Regions from separate parts of the Lactuca sativa genome. Here region 2 is linked to region 1. The links are chromatin contacts, called in public Hi-C maps. All regions are on one chromosome and are shown on one strand. Each heading gives the region's core, a stretch centred on a gene start, on an enhancer-like site or on the middle of the called end of the contact. The rest is flanking DNA. Distances are from core to core; before and after follow the strand shown.

Region 1 (6,881 bases), core at 1,518-4,017:
AAAATTTGTAGAATGGAAACATATAAATTTATTGCAAATGAACTCTTAGTGCTTGAGTTTGACAGAATCGATCTACATTGATAATAATAAGGTCCAATATGAAATATAGAGAAAAACTTGCATCTAGGAGTGCTTGTTACACAAATTGATAAAAAAAATAGAACATTGTTATTTGTGAGTTTTGTAGGCTTAAATGCAAGTAATAGCAAATTACTTTGATATATTGGTGCATAATAACATCTCACTCTCTATATGACTTTACATGATGCAACTTATCCAATATTTCTCTATCAACTTGGCTGATCAAAGTAAATAATGATTATTTTATATTCCATGATAAATGAAAAGAATCTGGATGAAATAAAATTGATAATTTAAAATTCTGTTTTAGGTCAGCAAGTAATGTAAATGCGGTTAAATTCTCGCCCAATAAAAAAATGGTAAACTATTATTATTAGGTCCACAATACTCTTTTTTAGCTTTCACATTAAAATGTTGATCTCGGGCCGTTGAACACAATGATGTTAGTTTTGCAATAATATACATGTTAAGTTGAATCTATAAATAAACTGATATAATGGATTGAATGGGTCTTTAGGCAAGATATTAGGCCCGAGGTAGTTTAGATAAGTATGAGTTTGGGTGAACACATAAATTTTCATTTAGATAAAGTTGATTCATAAGTTTTATGCATATGACATCTTAACATCATTGCACATTGAAGCAGGGCTTTTTTTTTCTTCGAGGTTCAAACTAACCATTCTTCCTTCCTCTCTTAATATCTAAAATATTAAAAATTGAAATCCAAATAACATAGGAGAGATGCGGACATCATTTTTTCCGTTTAACTTGCATACAAGAAAAAATAACAATGAGAAACAATAAACTCATTTATATACAAAAAAGGAAAAATACAAAAAAAAAACTTACAACTTACTTTCGACATTAATTGATTTAGCCACTTAACTATTTTTTATAATGATTTTAACCAGAATATTTTTATATTTTTTAGTTTATAAAAATCATTTTTCCTAGTGACCTAATTTTGAAAAAGCAAAACATATTGTCACCATTTTACTGATGTAAAAAATATTGTTTTTTTATTATTAAAATAATAGTTTAGTGGATAAGTCGATAATAATCTAATGGCTAAACAGATAAAATGGTTAAAATACACTTTGTTTTTTTGTATTTTCCCTCTGTAACAAAACCATAACCGGAAAATTGATTTTTTTTAACTATAAAAAAATGTTTAATGGTTTAAATAATACCAAAAGAAATAGCGAGATGACTAAATCAATAAAAATATGAAAAGTTCAAGTGTTTTTTCTATCATTTACCCAAATAAAATTAATATCATTTTTGAAAGAAATACTTGGTATAAAAATTAAAATTACAAACCTGAGGAGGACCTTCAAGATTTTTGAGAATATCATATTAACAAAGATAAAAAATATCCCACTCCAATGGATAATCTACTTTCTGAAAATTTTAAACTAACAAATAGCCAATAAAATCTTGATTTTCAAATAACAACATATAATAATTGTCAAATTGACAAGTAAATTTGATGGAGAATGGATAAGTTTATTATTACTCTCAAAATCTTTGGTTTTTGATTAGATTCATTCTTGTACAAAAATCATATAAATTGTATAGTCAAATACCTTGCAAATAAAGCAATAGTTTTAAGAAAAATCAGCATAAATTTAAAAATTAAACATATTAGATTTTGACCAAAATTTGAAATAATAATAAAGGTCTTATCCATTAATGTGTGGATCCCTTAAGTAACCATTGAGGAATTTTGTGGAACACTTGATATATTTGTTCAGAAACAATATTAATAGTAAAAAATTAGTTGACAAATTAGTGAAAAATGATAAAAGAAATTGATAAAAGAACATCTATAGAACCATAAACATTCAATTGAAAAGGATGAATAGGAAAAAGATACATGAAAAATTCCAATTCAAACGAAACCAAAGATGAAATTTGATCAACGTTGGAGTTCAAAAATCAAATAACTCAGTACTTCTAGATCAAATAACTCCAGAGTTCAAAAACTTTCAACGATTGATCAGTAAAAAGGAATGTGGTGGACTTATATTTATACAGAGATTAAAATTTGGAAGCGATTACCTTCATAATTTCTTTGAATCTTGCTAATCAACCCCAAAATATTGATTATCAGCAACTGATTTCTCGACTGGACGATAAAAGACCAAATTGTGAGATTTTATAGTATGTTTGATAGAATAAAAAGGTTTAGAGGAAAAAAGGTGTGCTTAAACGACTTGTTTTTGCATAAAATGACAGTGAAGGTAGAACAATGGCAAGAAGGTGGATATAGAGAGCAATGAAGTCAAGTGTAAATTTATTTCCTTAGAGAGATTTAAAGTATTGCTAATTTCGAAGAAAAATATGGTTGATGGTTTTGCCGTTTTGAAGATTCTTCTGAGACTATATGAGCGATAAACCATTAGTTGAGAATTTAAAAAAGTGCCATGTGGCAGAAGTATTATGTAGAAAGGTACCATATGGCCTTAAAAAAATTCTTTTATTAAAGAGGTGATTTATTCGTATAATATATAAAGAGAACATATAAATGGTTTAAAGGAACATAATCTTAAATTTTAAAAGAAAAGGTAGTGGGTCTAGAATCATAAGACTTACAACATGAGGGGTCGAAGTGAAAATATATATATGGCAATCTTTTTGACTTTCCTAATCCCTTGTACAAAAGAGCTTCCAAGTGTTTGTCGGTCTTGCAAAACGTCGCCGTATCTGACAATCGTCATCATGGATGTTCGCGTTGGCTAACATTCGCATTTCAGTATCCCCAAATCACCTCTCTCTATCTCTCTCCGTTCTTCCCTACTCTGTACAGAGTACAGACCAGAAAGCACTCAGATTACACTGTAAATTGATTCCTCCAATTTTCTACTAAATAATTGGTTTGTAGATCAGTCGGATCTTATCAGAGATGGGTTGTACACAATCGAAGATCGAGAACGAAGAAATTGTGAATCGGTGCAAGGAAAGGAAAACAGTGATGAAAGAATCAGTATCTGCTCGGAACGCCTTCGCCGCTGCCCACTTCTCCTACGCTGCTGCTCTCAAGAACACCGGCGCCGCACTTAGTGACTACGCCCAAGGCGAGGTTCAATTCTCTGATCACCGGCATCCCTCCTCTGTTGACGCAGTTTCCTCTTCGACAACCATTCTCCCTCCAGCACCACCACAACCCCCATACGAAAACCTCCCTCCGCCCCCACCACCGCCTCTCCAACGCGCCGCTACTATGCCGGAATTCACCATTTCGGAACCGGAATTCAAGTCGCATCCTGACCCGATCATCGAAGAAGGCGACGAGGATGATGAGATTGATGATCGTAGCTTAAAGCGCCGGACTAGTTCTAGAAGCTCCGCTGGTGCCGGTGTCAGAAGTGTTTCGAAAAGAGAGGCCGAAAAACAGGATTTCCCTCCGCCATCTCCACCACAGCCAACGCCACCACGTCCGACTGAAAACACTCTCAATCGTGCCGCACCACCTCCACCTCCGTCTCACGGGATGTCTTCATGGGATTACTTTTTCCCGTCGATGGAAAACGTTACAGGCCCGAGTCTGGCTGAAGCAGATAGCCAGAGCAGTAGATTCGAACGCGAAGAAATCCACCAACGGAAAGTGTTGGAGGAGGAGGAGGAGGAGGTGCAGGTGCAACACAGGTCTATGAAGAATCATATGAATCACAACGGTGGCGATGGAAGAGGTGGCGATAGTGGTGATAATGAGGTTGAAGAATTGGCAACCGAAGTGGAGGAAGAGCCTCCACCACCCCTACCTAAAGCTGTAAAGAAGGTTCGGGTTCCTGTGTCAGTTCCAGCAGAAGGCAGAAGATCATCCGGGAAGGGTGGTGGTGGACAGAGTCTGGACTTGTTGCAGATATTTACTAAGCTTGATGATTGTTTTCTGCAAGCATCAGAAAGCGCCAATGAGGTTTCAAAGATGCTCGAGGCCAATAGACTGCATTACCACTCAAATTTTGCAGATAATCGAGGTATATCAACATGATTCATGTTCTTAATTTTACTGGGTAGTAAACTGTTTGCAAGATTTGATCCAAAACTTAGTAGAAAATTCTCTTAATGCTGATATCTGTGACTGGATTGTTGGTTTTCAGGGCATATAGATCATTCTGCAAGAGTCATGCGTGTGATTACATGGAATAAGTCTTTTAAAGGATTACCAGATGCTGATGATAAGAAGGATGACTTTGATTCTGAAGAGAATGAAACTCATGCTACAGTGTTGGACAAGATGCTTGCATGGGAGAAGAAGCTATATGATGAAGTCAAGGTACCTTGATGCACCCAAATCACATCACATTTTCCATTAAGTTTTCTGTATAAAGTAGTCATCTTTCTGTATTAAGTCAAAAAGAAACACTCATATATATATATATATATATATATATATATATATATATATATATATATATATATATATATATATATATATATATATATATATATATATATATATCTTATTAGATTAAGTTGAACACATTTGATTGATGCTCAAGTCAACAGGCAGGTGAATTGATGAAACTTGAGTACCAAAAAAAGATTGCGTCACTAAATAAACTCAAAAAACGTGGTGCTAGCACCGATCATTTGGAGAGAACAAAAGCAACTGTAAGTCATCTGCACACAAGATACATTGTAGACATGCAATCAATGGATTCAACCGTTTCTGAAATCAATCGGCTTCGTGATGAACAATTGTACCCAAAACTCGTTCAACTTGTCAATGGGTAAGTTTCAAATCCGTATAATTCTTCTCAAAATTATTCTTTAAGATAAATGGTCAAAAGTCCAAGAAAAATCCACTTCCAATGTGGATTGGAAAAGTAGTTGTTTACTTGATGTGGGCCAGCTCCCTGTGGACCCTTGCTTGATTACCAGACTGTGTGTCAGGGGTTGTTGAAAGAATAACCTTTTAACTGTAGATGATTTTTTTAAACAGGATGGCGGAAATGTGGGAAAACATGAAATTACAACACGACTACCAATCAAAAATTGTTCAAGCGTTGCGATCTCTTGACATCTCTCATTCACCAAAAGAAACAACCGAACTCCATTACAAAAACACAAGTCAACTTCATGATCATGTCCAAATGTGGCATTCTCAATTTGAAAAACTCATGTCACACCAAAAAGAATACGTAAAAGCCCTCAACAATTGGCTAAAACTCAACCTTATCCCGATCGACAACAACCTAAGAGAAAAAGTCTCCTCACCTCAAAGACCACAAACCCCACCAATCCAATCCCTTTTGAGGACATGGAACGATTTCCTCGAGAAGCTTCCGGAAGAAGGAGCAAGAACCGCTATACACAACTTTGCAGCTGTCATGGACACGATCTTTCAGTACCAAACAGATGAAATGAAAATGAAGGAAAGATGCGAGGAAACAAGAAGGGAGTTGACGCGAAAAACACGGAAGTTTGAAGATTGGTATAATAGGTATATTCAGAAAAGAAGTTCGGAAGATATGGAGCATGATAAAGAAGTGATTGCTGAACAACAAATTACAGTTGAGTTGTTGAAGAAGAGATTGGAGGAAGAGGAAGAAGGGTACCAGAGGCAGTGTATTCAGGTGAGGGATAAATCTTTGATGAATTTGAAGACGGGTTTACCAGAGGTTTTCAGGGCAATGTCGGAATTTTCTTGGGCTTGTTCACATATGTATAAAAGCTTGAGGTCTCAAAGGATGAACCAAAATCCAAATGCAAGTTTTTCATGAGGTATATGATGATATGATGTAAGCAGGTTGTTTGTATGATTTGGTAAAGGTTCTTAATTTGATTTGTATGATTCAAGTGTGAAGGAGGTTTAGTTGCATGTTAATGTGATTTCATTTTTGGTATTACCCTATATTTTATGTATTATCCTTTCTTTTGTATGATGTGGATGCCATATCAACCACTAATAAAAAAATCATCGTTATTTATGAAATCAAATAAAAGCAAACATGAAATTTGATGGTTAGAACAACTTACAATGCAATTTTCAGATGCTTCAATCCCCAAAACTTTCACCAGAAAGTAGTCGTTCATGCAATGCAACAATGGAGGTTCGATAGAAAGATGATACAAACGCTCCACTTTGTAGTCGAGGTCCTCTGAAACTTGCTGTCGTTTTGCAAAAAGTCATAAAAGTCTAAAACTTTCTGATTTGATTTGCTAGTGCATAGGCACTTAGTAGTAAATGTAAGAAAACTGATTCGTAGATAACATTTATTGTTATTATATTTAAATTGTACAATATTAAAAAAATAAAAATTTCTCTGTTGGTGTGTATGCTATAAAAGATGAATCAGCTTTCAATTGATTGATAATAACTTAAGAAGTTAGGGAAAGTGAAATAGAAGGTTTCTACGGAAGTAATGACAAAATTGATATAAATTAATTTAGGGCCACACTAAAATTTGTGGGAAAACTTGATGGCTTTTCTGGAGGGAAAATCTTAGAAAAACTCAACATATTTTCATTAAAATCCTTACAAAAACTCAACATATTTTCATTAAAATCCTTACAAAAACCACAATATTATTTTTTTATGCATTAAAATCCTTATATTTTTTAAAATGTCTAATTTAAGGTTTTGAGTTCGGTAAACCCTAGATAGTAAAAAATGTTAGGCAATCGATTCTCAACGGTTTGATGGTTACAATCTATTAGATTAAAAATTTTCAATAAATATAAGAGTTTTGATGTACTAAAAATAAATAATACAGTGGTTTTTTTAATGCAATGATGAAAATAGATTGAGTTTTTCTAAACTCAAAAAGATTGAAATAAGACTTTAAGAAAAT
Region 2 (6,881 bases), core at 2,622-5,121, 220 kb before region 1:
GTTGATGAAGATTCCGGTAAGAAAAAAAAAGATGAGAATGTACAAGGTGGAACCAAGAGTAAGCGAAAAGAGATCGTATTGTTGGAAAATTTTCGAGGTTGGTTGGATAGAAGATGATGGAGTAAAAGAGAAGAATGTTAAATGTAAGTTTTGTTCGGCCATTCTTAAAGCTGATATGTTACATAACAACACCTCTAATCTGCTTAGACACGTATGCAAAAACAATCTGGAAAACATGAAAAAACTAAAGCATTTTGCAGTTTAAGAAAGAACATTGTAGGAAGGGTAGTGTTACAAATTTAAAAGCATCAATATACCTCTTTGTTGTTGGCAAATTACTCTTTAAATATGTAGAAAACAAAGGCTTGGTTGAGTATATATTGCACTTAATGGGATTATTATTTTGTCATTTAGGCATAAGCTTGAATACATTTCTACATAAAGTGCACCAACCATATCTTGAACCTTATTGTAAAAAGTGAGCTAAAAGGACACAACTATCATGTAGGATATGAAAAAAAAACGTTAGATACACAAGAAAATTCATCCAGATAACTTAAAAGTTTAAGCAATATATGAAAAAAGTATGGATTAGAATGAAATAAGTTTATCATGTGGGATATGAAAAAAAACCTTAGATACACAAGAAAATTCACCCAAAGAACTTCAAAGTTTAAGAAATATATGAAAAAAGTATGGATTAGAATCAAATAAGTTTTTGGCGATGGTTGTCCTACGAGATGTAAATCCACTCATGAGTTGTTGAAGACCGCCTTGGAGCTAAAGAGAGGCGTTTGTCGAATATGAAGTTCAAGGTAATAATTTTTTATTAAAAAAAACTTTGTTTATTGTTTTTTTTAACGAGGGTTTTTTATTATTAAGAATTTTTATGTTTTTGGTAGATGTTGAATATACACAAAGTCTAGGTAGAGCTTTGGAGCACTCAAATTTCGGTGTCATAAAAGACGTGGTGACGTTTGTTGAAAAATTCAAAACAAAAAAGAAGATTGTGTCGTCATCATCAAAATTGTTGGTCCATGTATTTTTCTAGAAAGATTTAGATTTGGACGAACATCTAAGAGATTGGTCAACCAAACCGGACTTTAGCAACATGTGTCTAGAAATACGATCGAAGTATGACATATATTTGGGGTACATTCAACAAACTCAAGAACTATATGTACTTCTTAGTGTTATTGGATCCATAACTTAAATCATCATTGTGACACATACCTTTAAAAAGATGATCCCATACATAGTGGCAAATGAAAGCCCGATGCCAAATTAGGTCATACAATTGAAGGAGGTTGAAAGGAAGACGGAGAATTTATTTATAGCATACAACAAAAAACCGACAATCATTGATCATCTCAAGAAGAAAAACATTAAGAAGTAGTGACTTGTAATGACGATAACGACTTTTTGGGTGATTTCCTAAAAGTTGAAGGAACCAACTTGATTTTAGTGGATACTCAGTAGAAAGTTATTTGAATGAGCCTGGAGTGTCTTACAATAAAGAGTTTGAAATTTGCTAGTTGTGGAAACAAAACGTGTTGTGTTTCTCTATCGTTGCTCGGATGATCAAAAATAATTTGTAATACATTTTTAGTACCTTTTAAGTTTATTTATAAGATAATCTATTTATAATGATTAATCCTTTTGTTATATATTTTTGTAATATGTGTATCGACCGTGGCATCTGAGTTGGCTTATAGAATTTGCGATTGATAGTAGATGAGTATCGAACTGGTTTGACAACACCGGTAGTGGACTTGATGGTTTGCACCCAAAATTCGGTTAGAAAATAAAGGAAACCAATTATACACGACACTGAACGAGGACAATTGATGTTTAATTTTGTTTTTATTGGTTATAGAACAAACAAACTTGGGCAAATTATACCAATCATCCCTCGTACATGTGTCAAAACGCACGTTTAGTCCCAATTTTCAAAAATTAACTCGGAACGTCTCTCGTTAGTTTAAACGTTACACGCTTCATCCCTCAGGACATAAAAAGACCATTTTGCCCTTTTATTGATTTTTTTTATTATCAATAAAATATTATAATTGCCTTTTATAAAAGAAAGAGTAAATCAGTTTATCTCCCCTGTGTTCTTCGGTGCATCTCCGCCCATCATCACCACCCACACTAGCCGACTCCACACTCTGACGATATCTCCGGCCACTACAAGACACATCCAATGCCATCAAACCCTCACCCACTGACGCCATCAAAACCCCACTTTCGATCATCTCTTCTGATCTCATACTTGCATCCTCAACATTCTTCTTCCACCCCCCCCCCCCCCCCCACACACACACACAAGAACACTGCCTCAAAACCTCACCCACCGACACCATCAAACCCCCACTCCGACCCTCTCTTTTGAACACCCTAAATCGTCGTTACCATCTGAAGGTTCGAAACCCAAATCCTAGATCGTTGTTGTATCCCTTCGTCTTTTTTGATGTGCCTCTGGAAGAGTCACAATCACCACCATCAAAGAACCATCAACGTCTATCGAATGAAGGTGGCGATAGTGAGGGTTTTATGTGGTGTTAGGTTTCAACGCAGATCGATAGTGGCGATGCCAGCTCACAAAACAGGTGGAGATGGTGATAGATGGAGAGAAAAGGTTCGCCGAAGGCAGAGACGATGTTGGTGGTCAACGACTGGCCGGTGATTTGGGTTTTCTCTTTGTGTTTGTTTCCAATTTGGGTCTCATTGAATTGTGTATTTGATTCTGATTATAAACAAACTAAAGGGTGAGGAAAGTGTAAGGGTCTCTATTTTTTTTTAAAAAAAAAATTGATAATAATAATAAAAACATTAAATTAATTGAAAAATAAAAACACAATGGTATTATCATCTTTTCAGTTTTGGAATGGACTAAGTTCGCAATAAAATTATATTTGAGGGATGAAGCGTGCAAAATTAAACCAAACGAGAGACCATCCGAGTTAATTTTTAAAAATAGAGACTAAACGTGCGTTTTGACACATGCACGATAGACGAATGATGTAATTTACCCTTTATTGTTTATTTTGGTGTTGAAATCATGATGCGTGAAAGATATGTTGGAACTTTTATTGTTTTTTTTTGGCTTATTGTTTTTTTTTGGTGTTGAAAGCATGATACATGAAAAATAAGTTAGAATTTTTTACCATTTGCCCTAAATGACATATTTTTTCTTTACTTTGTTATAAGTGGGCATATTTAAACTAATAAAATACTTGGAACATCAAGTGAACTACACGCTAGAACTAAGACATATGAAGGTCATCATGTGGAAATCAGGTTTGCAGGTAATGAAACTAAAAAAATCGAAACCAATACCGATATACATGTGGCAGTCCAGTCCAGAGTTATCTTTTGTAAATGATCCTTAGGACTAGTGGTAGGGCGGCGAGGTGGGGGACTCGAATTCATTGTAATGATCAAATAGCAAAAGTTCATAGAGATGATCATTTCTGCTTATGTGGAGAGATGAGAGGTGTGTGTGAGGGGATGAAACTTGAAAGGCCAACGCGTTGCATAGATAATACAGGTAAACAAGAGAAGGATTTAATTAAAATTATCAAAATTAAGCTTTTTTTTTTTAAGTACATTAAAATACAATGTGATTATCCAATCAATGTCATGTCACCATATTCAACATATAAAAAAAGTTAGATAACTGGTCAACAATCCATTGTTTAAACTCTAAAGGCGACAGGAAATTATGATTTTCTATTATTATTAATATAAAATCTAAAAACATATCATTATTGATAAAAAAAAAAACCAAATTATATTGCTATTTTTCCAAATTCATCTTTCAAAATATGAAAATAGGTTTAACTAACGGTGAAATGGTGTATGTGGCGGGTCACGGTTGTGAGTTATTGTGAAATTGGTCAAATTCTGTGCGAGACAAGGGAGGACACTTTATGCAATTTCCCTGGAAGAAGCCACCGACGAACCTTACAGAAACTTCTCGATCTCTCTCCATCGCTGCTACTTTCCAAATTCTATATATAAATCTTCTCCATCTCTATACATTCTAACGCAATTCAAATCTCTTGAATTCATTTGGCTTCTATTCTATCAAACACTATGGCCGACGACACTGCAGTCACTGTTTATGGAAGCAACGCCATATCTGATCCCAACAAGAAGAACAAGAATGCCTTCTCAGTTAAGGTCGGATTAGCTCAAATGCTCCGTGGCGGAGCGATTGTCCAAGTCACAAACGTTGACCAAGCCAAGATCGCTGAATCCGCCGGAGCTTGTTGTGTCATTGTGGCAGAGCAGTCAGAATCCGGAGGAATTTCACGGATGCTCGATCCGGCCGTTATTAAACAAATCCAACGGGCTGTCGGAGTTCCGGTTATGGCGAAAGCGCGGGTGGGGCATTTCGTTGAAGCGCAGATACTCGAAGCTGTCGGCGTTGATTACATAGATGAGAACGAGGTTATCGCGATAGCTGATGAAGATAACTACATCAACAAACATAACTTCCGGATTCCGTTTGTGTGTGGATGTCGGAATTTGGGAGAGGGGTTAAGGAGGGTGAGAGAAGGTGCGGCGATGATCAGAACTCAAGGAGATCTATCTGGATCAGGCAACATTGTTGAAACTGTTCGAAACGTGAGAGAAGTGATGGGTAAAATTAGGGTTTTAACAAACATGGATGAAGATGAAGTATTCACATTCGCGAAAGAATTGGGCGCACCTTACGACATCTTGGCGCAAACAAAGCAAATGGGTAGGCTTCCGGTGGTTCACTTTGCTGCCGGAGGTATTACAACACCTGCAGACGCAGCCCTAATGATGCAACTAGGATGCGATGGTGTGTTTGTGGGATCTGAAGTGTTCGATTGTTCTGATCCTTACAAGAGCGTTAGGGCAATCGTGCAAGCTGTTAGAAACTACAATGACGCTCATATATTAGCCAAGGTAAGCTCTGGGTTGAATGATTCCATAGCAACCACTTCTGATGCAATGACAGGTTTGAATCTTGATGACAACACTGGAGGTAGCTACTAAATCCTTGAATGATTACAATTACTTGTTCACTTTTATTTTGATAAAAAGGGAGAAAGATGTTAAAATCTGTAGACTGAAAAATGGTGAATTGATATGTACAATCTTTGTTTGATGAGAATAGAAATAAGAAATATGAATAATCCTTGGTGAAGTTTTTCCTAGGTTTCTTCACATATTGCTTATCCAATTTGGTTTCTGTAATATGTTATTGTTTTTGAATCATGAAGTTCACAGTTGAAATTCGAACCTTAATACAAATATGCATCAATCATAATCTGGATCAACCCATTTAAACTTGCTAGATCTTTCAAATTGAAAACAAAGAAAAGAAAAGTTGCATATTGAACACAAACAAGTAGAACCAGAAAACAAGAATACCACCAATATTGTTCCTCTTAAATTTCTACAAGAACAATCACAGAAAACTTGATACAGAAATCAGTGCACATAACAATCACTTGGTATCATTTCTTTCCACTCTTCTTGAGACCAGTACCTCCCAAAGCTCCCTTTTGAGCTTTGGCTCTAAGCTCCTTAAGTGCCTGATCAAAATGCATATCACATTTTAGCAACCTAGATTTTAATGTACTTTCAACAAAAAGAAAAAAAAAACAGAAAATGATGCACCTTTTCCTCATCTTTCTTCTTTTGAATGTTGGCCTTATCAACCTGGATTAACAAAATGAATTAGCAAGGGTAGGATTCTGCCCATATGAATTGAAAGGAATTAGCAATTTAGTACCATAGTTGAAGCTCTAAGCAAATAAGTTTTGCAAATTGTATGCTTATGTTCATTTGGCAGATATTATTTTTGTACCACAACACTATACAGTTGAGTTTAACCGATTTTATATTTTCTATATTTTCTAAACCTATGTTTCCCCAACTAAATGGAAGAACAACAATACGACTAAAGGGATGCACATAAGCTGATAAGCATTAACATGAAAGAAACTCTGGTGAATTTTGATGGCAACTACAGATTCGCCTCAAGCATAACCTTTTCCTTATGAAATTATTTGAGTTTAGCTCAAGAACAAACGTTTGAAAAATCATATGATTGCTGACTAGATAAAATAATTAGGCCAATCTACAACTTAAGCAGGGAAACGGATCTTCAAACATCACAAAAAAGGCACGATGAAGCTTGGAAAACAAAAAATCGCCATCAAAACACAACTAATAAGAGAACTTAAGCTACAATTACCTATCGATTGAGACATTAAACTAAAACTACCATACGAGAATAACTAATCATGTTAGATATATTCTTTTCGAGCAATCAAAATGAAGATCGTCGATCGACAAAGTAGATAATTATGAACAAACAAAATATAGAGGAGAATGAGTTGCTCATGATGATAGATAATACCTCATCATATTCCTTCTTTTCAGACTTTGGTTGCTTTAATGGCTTCGCTTTTCCACCTGCTCAATACGAACAAATTGTTCCATAAATTCAACCATAACAAAAATTATCAAACACGATTTCAACGAAACTGAGAATGCATGAAAATTAGATCGCCTATGAGAACTGAGAACAATTGGTGGTACCTTGCTTGGACGACATTATCGAATCTAGGGTTAGGGTTTGCTCTGATCCGTAGAAATGCGGGAAGCGGAAGAAATCTTTGATTGTTTTCGAAAGGTAAAGTTGTGGCTATTTATACGAGGATAGTACCGTTTTTCTTTTCTTTTTTTTTTTAATAACAATTCTCTTTGATAAATGAGTTTTTTTTTTTTTTTTTTTTTTTTTTCTCGCTAAATGTCATCTTTTTTTTCATTTTGACACTTCAGAATTTTAAAAATTTTATTTTCCACTTGTCATTTTCTATGGATTTTCATTTTCT

What was found. A called contact is a pair of places that touch in the nucleus more often than the background predicts.
Region 2: a Hi-C map of leaf shows a contact between it and region 1, with 4 times the contacts expected there. The contact joins the promoter of LOC111910262 here to the promoter of LOC111910261 in region 1. A contact is called at or near these places in 4 of 4 Hi-C or Micro-C datasets (bud, leaf and seed).

The regions. Positions count from the first base shown.
Region 1 is chr5:287,405,401-287,412,281 of Lsat_Salinas_v11, reverse strand. LOC111910261 (protein ROLLING AND ERECT LEAF 2) reads left to right here and starts at 2,767. Exons shown (of 4, transcript XM_023906064.3): 1 at 2,767-4,061; 2 at 4,185-4,360; 3 at 4,594-4,817; 4 at 5,030-5,941. The coding sequence starts at 2,987. The coding sequence ends at 5,810.
Region 2 is chr5:287,621,939-287,628,819 of Lsat_Salinas_v11, reverse strand. LOC111910262 (pyridoxal 5'-phosphate synthase-like subunit PDX1.2) reads left to right here and starts at 3,871. Exons shown (of 1, transcript XM_023906065.3): 1 at 3,871-5,182. The coding sequence starts at 4,099. The coding sequence ends at 5,031. LOC111910263 (a long non-coding RNA gene) reads right to left here and starts at 6,720. Exons shown (of 4, transcript XR_002856491.3): 1 at 6,586-6,720; 2 at 6,404-6,459; 3 at 5,659-5,700; 4 at 5,320-5,573.